Linked DNA regions of Mus musculus: regions 1 and 3 are each linked to region 2. Evidence: chromatin contacts called from public HiChIP or PLAC-seq and promoter capture Hi-C data. All regions are on one chromosome and are shown on one strand. Each heading gives the region's core, a stretch centred on a gene start, on an enhancer-like site or on the middle of the called end of the contact. The rest is flanking DNA. Distances are from core to core; before and after follow the strand shown. Region 1 overlaps Gm30382 (a long non-coding RNA gene). Region 2 has its middle 16 kb from the start of Gm30827. Region 3 has its middle 270 kb from the start of Adgrl2.

What was found. Promoter capture Hi-C pulls out the DNA fragments that hold promoters and counts their contacts. HiChIP or PLAC-seq counts read pairs in DNA pulled down with a chosen protein or histone mark.
Region 1: an H3K4me3 HiChIP or PLAC-seq map of bone marrow-derived macrophages shows a contact between it and region 2, with 4 times the contacts expected there. The contact joins two enhancer-like sites. A contact is called at or near these places in 2 of 39 promoter capture datasets (hippocampal neurons and liver), 1 of 484 Hi-C or Micro-C datasets (embryonic stem cells), 9 of 115 datasets of contacts at active chromatin or transcription factors (acute myeloid leukemia, astrocytes, bone marrow-derived macrophages and 4 more) and 3 of 9 other capture datasets (adipose tissue, embryonic stem cells and liver).
Region 3: a promoter capture Hi-C map of liver shows a contact between it and region 2, with 6 times the contacts expected there. The contact joins two enhancer-like sites. A contact is called at or near these places in 5 of 39 promoter capture datasets (the C10 cell line, liver, pre-B cells and 1 more), 2 of 15 datasets of contacts at CTCF or cohesin (large pre-B cells and pro-B cells), 32 of 484 Hi-C or Micro-C datasets (B cells, CD4 T cells, the CH12 cell line and 16 more), 14 of 115 datasets of contacts at active chromatin or transcription factors (the 230-238 cell line, astrocytes, bone marrow-derived dendritic cells and 9 more) and 1 of 9 other capture datasets (embryonic stem cells).

Annotation. Positions count from the first base shown.
Region 1 is chr3:149,378,828-149,381,527 of GRCm38.p6, forward strand. All of the region lies in intron 1 of Gm30382 (a long non-coding RNA gene), which reads right to left. Among named protein-coding and RNA genes, the nearest start is that of Gm26468, 39 kb to the left of the region's middle. Within about 2 kb of position 1,439, at least 60 of the 459 cell types and tissues checked have an H3K27ac peak or open chromatin away from gene starts, as enhancers often do. A contact at or near this core is called in bone marrow-derived macrophages, where this site is marked.
Region 2 is chr3:148,981,188-148,983,887 of GRCm38.p6, forward strand. It overlaps a transcript of Adgrl2 not described here. Among named protein-coding and RNA genes, the nearest start is that of Gm30827, 16 kb to the right of the region's middle. Within about 2 kb of position 1,399, at least 15 of the 459 cell types and tissues checked have an H3K27ac peak or open chromatin away from gene starts, as enhancers often do. A contact at or near this core is called in bone marrow-derived macrophages, hepatocytes and liver, where this site is marked.
Region 3 is chr3:148,679,646-148,682,345 of GRCm38.p6, forward strand. No RefSeq gene overlaps it. Among named protein-coding and RNA genes, the nearest start is that of Adgrl2, 270 kb to the right of the region's middle. Within about 2 kb of position 1,361, at least 18 of the 459 cell types and tissues checked have an H3K27ac peak or open chromatin away from gene starts, as enhancers often do. A contact at or near this core is called in hepatocytes and liver, where this site is marked.

The DNA of each region.
Region 1 (2,700 bases), core at 189-2,688, 400 kb after region 2:
TCAGGGATAAATTTAGAAACAAACTTCTGAAGGAGATATAAAGAAAATTACAAATGCTGATGCAGTCTTTATGTAACACATAAAGAATTAAAAAAGAAAACTTTCCAGAGATCTATAACTTACAGCAAAGTATTTGTACGAGACAAGTGGAATTAATTTATATTTCATGCATTCCCCACATGCATTTCCACGTTGTTAAAATAAAATAGGAGTTTTGAGGGAAATTTAAAACTCTTTTTCCTCTTAACATTTACTTAGGAAGAATAAGCAAGCAAGACTTTAAGGGTAAATTTGAAGCAAACATTGTCATCATTACCAAGAAACACACTGTAAAGTTAGACTATATAAATCTATGGTTTGTGAATAGAAACGGGAAGGTGAATGAAAAGGAGTAAGTAGTTCAAGAATAGGTGTTATTATTTATAAAAATGCCATGCATGATAAAGTAATCGTAAATCAATAAAACTAGAAGGAGGGAGAGGAGGAGGAGAAGAGGAGGAGGAGGAGGGAGAGAAGGAGGAGGAGGAAAAGGAGGAAGAGCAGGAAGAAGAGGAGGAGCAGGTGGCTGGAAACAGTTGGGTGACTGCTTAGAGGCTGGGAAAGCACCTGCGATCCCCACCTCACACAGATTCCAAAATCAGTTTCAGATGGGCTCGCCTGCTAAGGTGAACAACCCAGACCATAATTAAACAAAAGAAAGTCCAAGTTAAGCACAGGTTATTTTACAAAATAAGTACAAAGTCACAAATGTTTTAAAAAGCAAGTATAAACTGATAAATGTGGGAGTCTGGGAGATAGATGGCTTCTACCCAAGCCTGGGAGAGTTGAGTTTGGTTCCCTGGCACCCACATTAGAAAAAAAAAAAAAACAAAAGGCCAGGAATAAGAATGTCATCTGTGGCCACAGTGCTGAAAGGGAAAAGGAAGGAGAGAATTTTGGAGCAGGCTGGCCCTAACTGGTGAGCTCTGGGTTTAGTGAAAGCCAGCTCTAAGAAATAAGATTGACAGGGATAGAAGAAGACACCCATCTTTGACCAGGACCCTCAGCGTGCATGGGCGAGTGCACGGGCAAGCGCACAGGCAAAGCGCAGAATTGGATTTACAAAGATAAGATTGCTATATAAAACCGAATGCATCATTCTATATTTGATAAAAAGTTAGTAACGCTGCATTTTGCTACAAAGCCAATGCCACTAGTATAAGGCACCGGAAGGAAACAATCTGCGGAAGAGGAAGCAGGACTAGTAAACAAACATGGGAGAGCTTGCCCAGTTCGTTACTAGTCAATGAAATGCAAATTAAACTTACACTGGAAAAAAATTAGTTTGTAGTCTATGCTTCTTAAAACAACCCCCATCCCCAAACCCCTAAAGCTGGCACAGTCTGGGGAGATTTCTGCATTGTGGGAAGAATGTGCGGTTGCTTAAAAGAGGAACCAGCTATCAGCATCTGCTCCGCTCAACCCGTTCTCCAGTGCAGTTGCCCTGGGCACCGAGACTGCTCCCTGTGGAAAGGAGAACTTGTCCAACTGGTCCCCACCGAGGCAGGATCTTTTGTTCCTTTAGCACAGGGTGTATCCTCTCCCAGCTCAAGGAGGGGAAACTCAGAGGAGGAAGAGCTTGGATTATTATTATTATTTTAAATCCAATTGAAGGAGGAGCGCTAGCAAACAGCAAAGAGCAATGTTAACAGACACACAATACAGCATCCATTTTCAAGGGTCACACCAGAAAAAAACCAAAAAACCAAAAACCGAAAAAAACAAAAACTTAAATAAGGAAACAGAGTTATCTCCTAGCAGGAACTGTGGCATGATTTTAAGCTTTGCTACCGAGGGCGTCTTCTATATTATGTATTATTGGATAATAACTATCAATTAAAATTGGCTAAAAGATTAAAGAGCACTTTTCAAGCACTTAACACACATGTTTACTAAATACTGTGTGCGTGGCATTAAAGAACACACTTGAAATGGATTTTCTACTTTATTTGTCACAATGGAGTGGGTGTGATAACGAAGTCCTATTTTTTACATAAGAGGACATTTAGTGTCCCTGAGGTTAATCGAGTTGTAAATATCACCCTGCTAGTATACGGGGAACTACAATTTACAGAGGAGAGTAGGGGTTTTTATGATTAGAGAGAGAGAGAGTGTGTGTGTGTGTGTGTGTGTTTGTGTGCTGTGTATACGTTTTATGTTTTAAATTATTTATTTATTTGTAATTTTGTGCATATGGGTTGGGCTTGTGAGAACAGAGGATCTCTCAAAGCTGGAGTCACAGGCAGGACTGTGCCTCTATGCGGGTGTTGGGAGCTGAAATTTGCTTCTCTGTGGGAGCAGTAAGCACTCACAGCTGCTAAACCACCTCTCCACCACCAAGGCCTTGAAGCAAGGACAACAAGGGAAGCGCTCTTCAGACAAGCCTGTCGCACTTAGCCAGACAATCAGCCTGGCCAGCCCCTCTCACCATCTCTTGCCAAGGTGGTGTCATCCGTGCTGAAGTGAAAAGGTCTTCACTGCTAAACCTTTTCTGGAACAATCTTTCCCACCTTCTTCATTTGAGCCAGCAGGTCCCAGCTGTAAACGCTCTGCTGGTTTCTGATGCTGATAATAACCGAAGGAAGGAGAGGGTAGAGATGACCCTGGGAGGTATCCTGAAGGTGCCTTTGTCAGCACCTTAAATTTGATAGCAGGCAATGA
Region 2 (2,700 bases), core at 149-2,648:
TGTGTATATGGATGGCAAAGAATGGGGTTAAACGGTATGCTTTGATGGCTAAGCCATGCCTTTTTCATTATTTATTAGACTGCCCTGGCCCATCTTTTTGTCACTACTGAGCTAAAATTTCATTGTGCATATCAGAAAAGGACACAGGCTCTATATGCTTTTGTTCTGACAAAATAATATTGGTTGGATTTGATGATCTGTCTCAGGTTAAGCAACCATCTTAGCAGCTTCCACCATCCTTCACAGCCAAGGATTAACGTTCTCTTTTATCGCCATTTCTTTTTTTCTATCGGATAATTTAAAAATATATATCAAGGTTATTTAATATATTCTAGAATAGAATTAAAAATTGGTCATTGACTTAGGGGTGCTTCTCCGGCATGCTTCTCAACCCTGCACATCTGATTTTATGAAGTGCTAGATCCACCCCTTTAAAATGGCTTCGAGGGGGTCCAGGTTTTATCTTAGCCCATCCCCAGCTTTATGTGGGCTTCTTTTAAAGAAACTAATTGCAGTGCTGAAATTCAGAAATTGATGTGAGGTACCGTGTCTGCCTTTTAATGTTTGTAAGATGTTCCTCACAGATTGGGGCAAGGAAGGCATCAACGGCAGAACCAACTGGGACCCGTTTTCGTCCCCCGTTTTCATGCCCTGCCCTGATTAATGCCTTGCTCTGCAGAGGGAGACATTACATCCGGGCTAAGAGAGACCTAAATTTTACCCTCAGGCAGAAATCTGGTTTAAACATCTCTATTTAAAGTGACATTTGTCCTCCTCCTTTCAACTGGTTTCCCTAGAAATTCCAGGAAGTTGACTTCATGACCTAAAAACAGCCCGGTGGCTTTGGAGCAGCCCTTGTGACTATTACTGCAACTGGGTGAAGCTCCGTGGCAGAATGAATCAAGGTGGCCATAAAACAGGTGCCCAGCTATCTGTACTACTTTATTGTGCTCAGAATTTAAGATCGAGGGTTCCATATAACTCTAGTGTTGGTGATAAACGAGAGAGAGAGAGAGAGAGAGAGAGAGAGAGAGAGAGAGAGAGAGAGAGAGAGAGGGAGAGAGAGAGAGAGAGAGAGAGAGAAATCCTAAAGTGTTCCTGGGGCTGCTAACTGGCTCCTTTGTGATGGAGGGAGTTTCTTCAGATTCCTAAAATCATGCATAGCATTTCACAACACTGATCCAAAATATTAACTGATCAAAGAGTCTAAGAAAGCAACCTCTACAAGGAACGATAACACCCAAATGTACAGCTTCTCGCATGCTATCTGACAATTTCCGTGAAAATAAAAACAGGAAGAGAAAAGGGAAGAGATACATTAAAAAAAAAATTAACCCAGTAAGCAAACATGTGCATATTACAACAGAAGCCAACGCCCTCACACTGCTGGTGTGGCTTTTGATATTATTAAGCAATTTCAACACTGCTGGCAAGTTTCTACTAACCAAGGTAATCTAATTTCTGTTGCTTTTCAACCTAAATTGATTTTTTTTTTCCTTTTAGTTGTTCTGGTAATTGAACAAATTTATACAAGTGTGATGGGATTTTACTTACCACCACAATGCATAAAACCCTCTATGAAGACAAACACTATGACTTCATAGTGCTGTATTTTTGTTGTAATTAAACAAATTGTATCGGAATTTGCTTTGTGCTCCTCAGACATTTCCAAAGCATGTCCCATAACTGCACTCTATGGGAAGGTATTATGAGTTCAGTTCCTTAAACTGATTTTCCCCAGGGAGTATTTGCTTGTCAAATAAAAAAGGAAGGGGGGGGGAACACAAATAATAAGCTTTCAAAACTTATTGAATTAAAATTTGTTTTAGAAATATGCAGATTACTGCATTTAATGTATCAACCAATGACCTAATATATATGTGTGTGTGTGTGTGTGTGTGTGTGTGTGTGTGTGTGTGTGTGTGTGTGTTTAAAAGTATTTTTAGCTGATTGGACCTTTCTATTCTTATGGTCCGTGACCTGCCTAAAAATAACGACTTACATCAAAATTACATTAAGGAATTTCTCTAGTATATAACACATGCTTAAGAAAACCTACACATCAGATCCGGGTGACTAACTGAAGTCTAATAGGGCCCACTCACTCCTTGTTGGTGACCACTCAGGTCAGTATACTATGTGTTATGATTCACAGTACCTAATTACAGTAATTAGCCATCTATCTTTATATTAAACAAACCATTTCCTTAAGCTGTTCTTAAAGAATTTTTAAAAAAAAAAGCCAGTTCTTCACCCAATCTTTGAGAGCATCTCAGGCAACCGAAGATTTTACAGAATAGTCTCAGTCTACTTTTCTGATAAGATCACTCTAATTAGCGTAATCTGATGATTAAATGCCTTTTCAACCTTTAATCAGGAATTATTTGCAGAGATGAGTATTTGGGTATGCCTGAAGAACTAGTGTTATGTAACAGAAAGCCTAACCAACCTATGATTTTCATCTAGCTTCCAAGTAGAAATGTTTTAATCTTTGCTTAAAATAGTTCCAAAACAGTTGAGCCTGAGTGAACTGACTCGGAACTGACCAAGATACCTACAAGAATCTAAGTCCTTTTTCCGCTCAGCTACAAACATTGCTATTCTTAGTACGTCATCAAAACCTTCAATTTAGATAAGCATGCTTGTAAAACAGTCTTCGTCCACAACACACCTCATTTCTAGCACATATTACCTACAAAA
Region 3 (2,700 bases), core at 111-2,610, 300 kb before region 2:
AATATTAGTAGTCTTAAACTAGACATAGCCCAAAATATCTCTAAGAACCACATGGTATCCTTCCCCTTTTAACTTACACTTATAATGTATTGACTCCTTAAAAATTGAAATCAATGCCCAGCTATCTCCGTCTCTAAAAGGCCGGGATGATGAGGCCGGGAGTCTCAGCAGAGGTTGCCCGCCAGCAGAAGGATGCTGTATATTTGATGTGGATAGATTCCCATCAGGGAATAAAATAAGATGCTCTCATGCTCCCTCGCTGTGCATCCATGAGGCTCTTAGGAAGGAATATTCGCATTGCAACTTTCGGAGTAAGTTAGCTCCCGTAGTGTTTTTAATTGTGCCATTTATACCTGACACCATTATCTCTATGACTGAACACTCTATTGCTGAACATAGATAGTTATTGGATATATTATTAAAACTGGGAGAGATGAATGTATGGAATACGAGCGCTAATATTATTTTCCTGATTTAGCACTTTGTAATTCTAAGCCTCAACATGCACACACACACACACACACACACACACACACACACACACACACACACACACAGTAGCTATATTTAAATCATTCACAATGAGTCATGTTTGTAATAGCCAGTATTTACTAAGTATTGACTGTGTGTTCTAGGAACTTGACGTACATTTCAGTATTTAGACTTTGTAACATTACTGAGAAAAAAAAATTGTTATGCCACCACCCACTTTTTTTTCAGATGAATAAACAGGCACAAAACGATAATACCCCAAGGTCACATAGCTAGCAAATGACAGCCTTCCAGAAAGCCTACTCACTCTAGTAACACAGGGCTCTGCTATTCATCTCTCTGTAGTCTTGTATCCATATATATCTTAATATAAAACAAAGATTTGCATGGCTCTACCTATAAAAGTCTTAAAAAATACAAAACAGAAAAATTCTGTTCTCATAAATAGAAGAAACTGCATGCATTAGGGAATTCAGTAACACTCAGATACTCATATATTTCACAAAAGCTATGTATTTATCTCGTATCTCTCCCAGCTGATAGGGTTAAATTTTAAACTGACAACAATGGCAGAACAGTGACAAGTGAAGGTAGAGGGTTTTGTGAATATATACCTACAAAATAGAAGCTATCAATAGGATTCTAGGCGCAGATGAGGCGCCATGATAAACACTTTGTGTGCAGTGGTCCATTTAACCCTCATTTATGTGCACTTGAAATGATGTCTCCTTTCTGCTGCTATTTAGAGCCGGGATTTTCCCAAGGTCGCATGGCAGTGCTCCAAACACAAACGGGTGGTTGCAATCTCAAGGTTAAGTTAAAGTCCTTTAAAGGAGTATTCCGACTGCTGAGAGACCACGGGCGGGTGCCAAGTGGCCACAGGGCACTCTAGTTGGTGAACTTCACTTCCTGATTAGTCTTAGGTTCTATGTGTATGAATCTAAGGCAACCACACTTCCAATTGTCTGGATAGAAACATGAGAAGGAAACAAAGCCACAAAATCCGGTGTTGTTCTGAAAATGAGGCTCTGTTGCCATTTTAATTTACTTTTCAATTGTTAATGACGTCACTCGGCCCCAGCTTTGATAAGAAAGCTTAAAGTAACTTCCCAGAGAAACTGGCAGGGCATCCCCTTACTGTATCTGTGTACACCACCCCACATGATCCCAAGGATCAAAAGAGTCTATCAGAATCCTAGGACCACAAACAAAACCAGTGGAATCACTGCTAGCCAACTGTATAATTTGAACCAGACATGAGGGTATACACCTTTGATCCCAGAACTTGGGAGGCAGGGTTTGTCAGATATCTGTGAGTCCAAGGCCACCCTGGTCTCCAGAATGAGTCCAAGGCCAGACTTGTCTCAATAAAGTAAGATAAAATGAATAAAATAAAATGAAACAAAGCAACAACAAATTATAAAAGATACCTCTTACAAATAAACTAGAAATGTTCCCTCTATTGCTATAGCAAAATCAGAATCATACTGAGTGAATTGTAATGAAGAGTCATATAAATTTATACTTAACAAAAAGCAGGATTAGAAAGAATAGAAACTGTCCTCTAGCCCAGACCACACAGCAAGAAGTACACTCTGACTATTTATTGAAGAAATGAATGAGGCTGACAATTCCACCTCAGGCTGCCTTCCACTAAATGGCAACATTACTATGAACTATACTATAATTAGTATAAAGAAATAGCTAGTTAAAAGCTGCAAATATTAGCTTTTGAAAAATGTCAACTTCTGGGTGGGGACACTCAGTGGTTAGGAGCCCTGGCTGCTCTTCTAGAGGACCCTAGCTCAGTCCCCACCACCCACATCGCAGCTCACAATAATCCATAGCTAATTTCTGAAGATTTGCCCATCTCTTCTGAGATCTACAAATACCAGACACAAATCTGGTGCACATTGGTATAAGCAGGCAAAACCAGCAAATAAATAAACAAATAAACAGATAAATAAAAACAAGGATAAATAAATCTAATAATAAAATCTTAAAACTAACAATTGACCACCCTAAAATAACCTGCAACCATATTGGGCAGCTGATTAGCATTTTTCTGGCTAAATTGTGGACCCATTTGCAGGTGGTTAGGGTACCTTTTACTAAGCTCAGAGTTCAAATCCTACAGTGTTTTTTTTTTTTTTTTTTCAGCCTTGGAGCACCAAGAGAATTGAAAGAACTGACCGCATTTCAAAAATG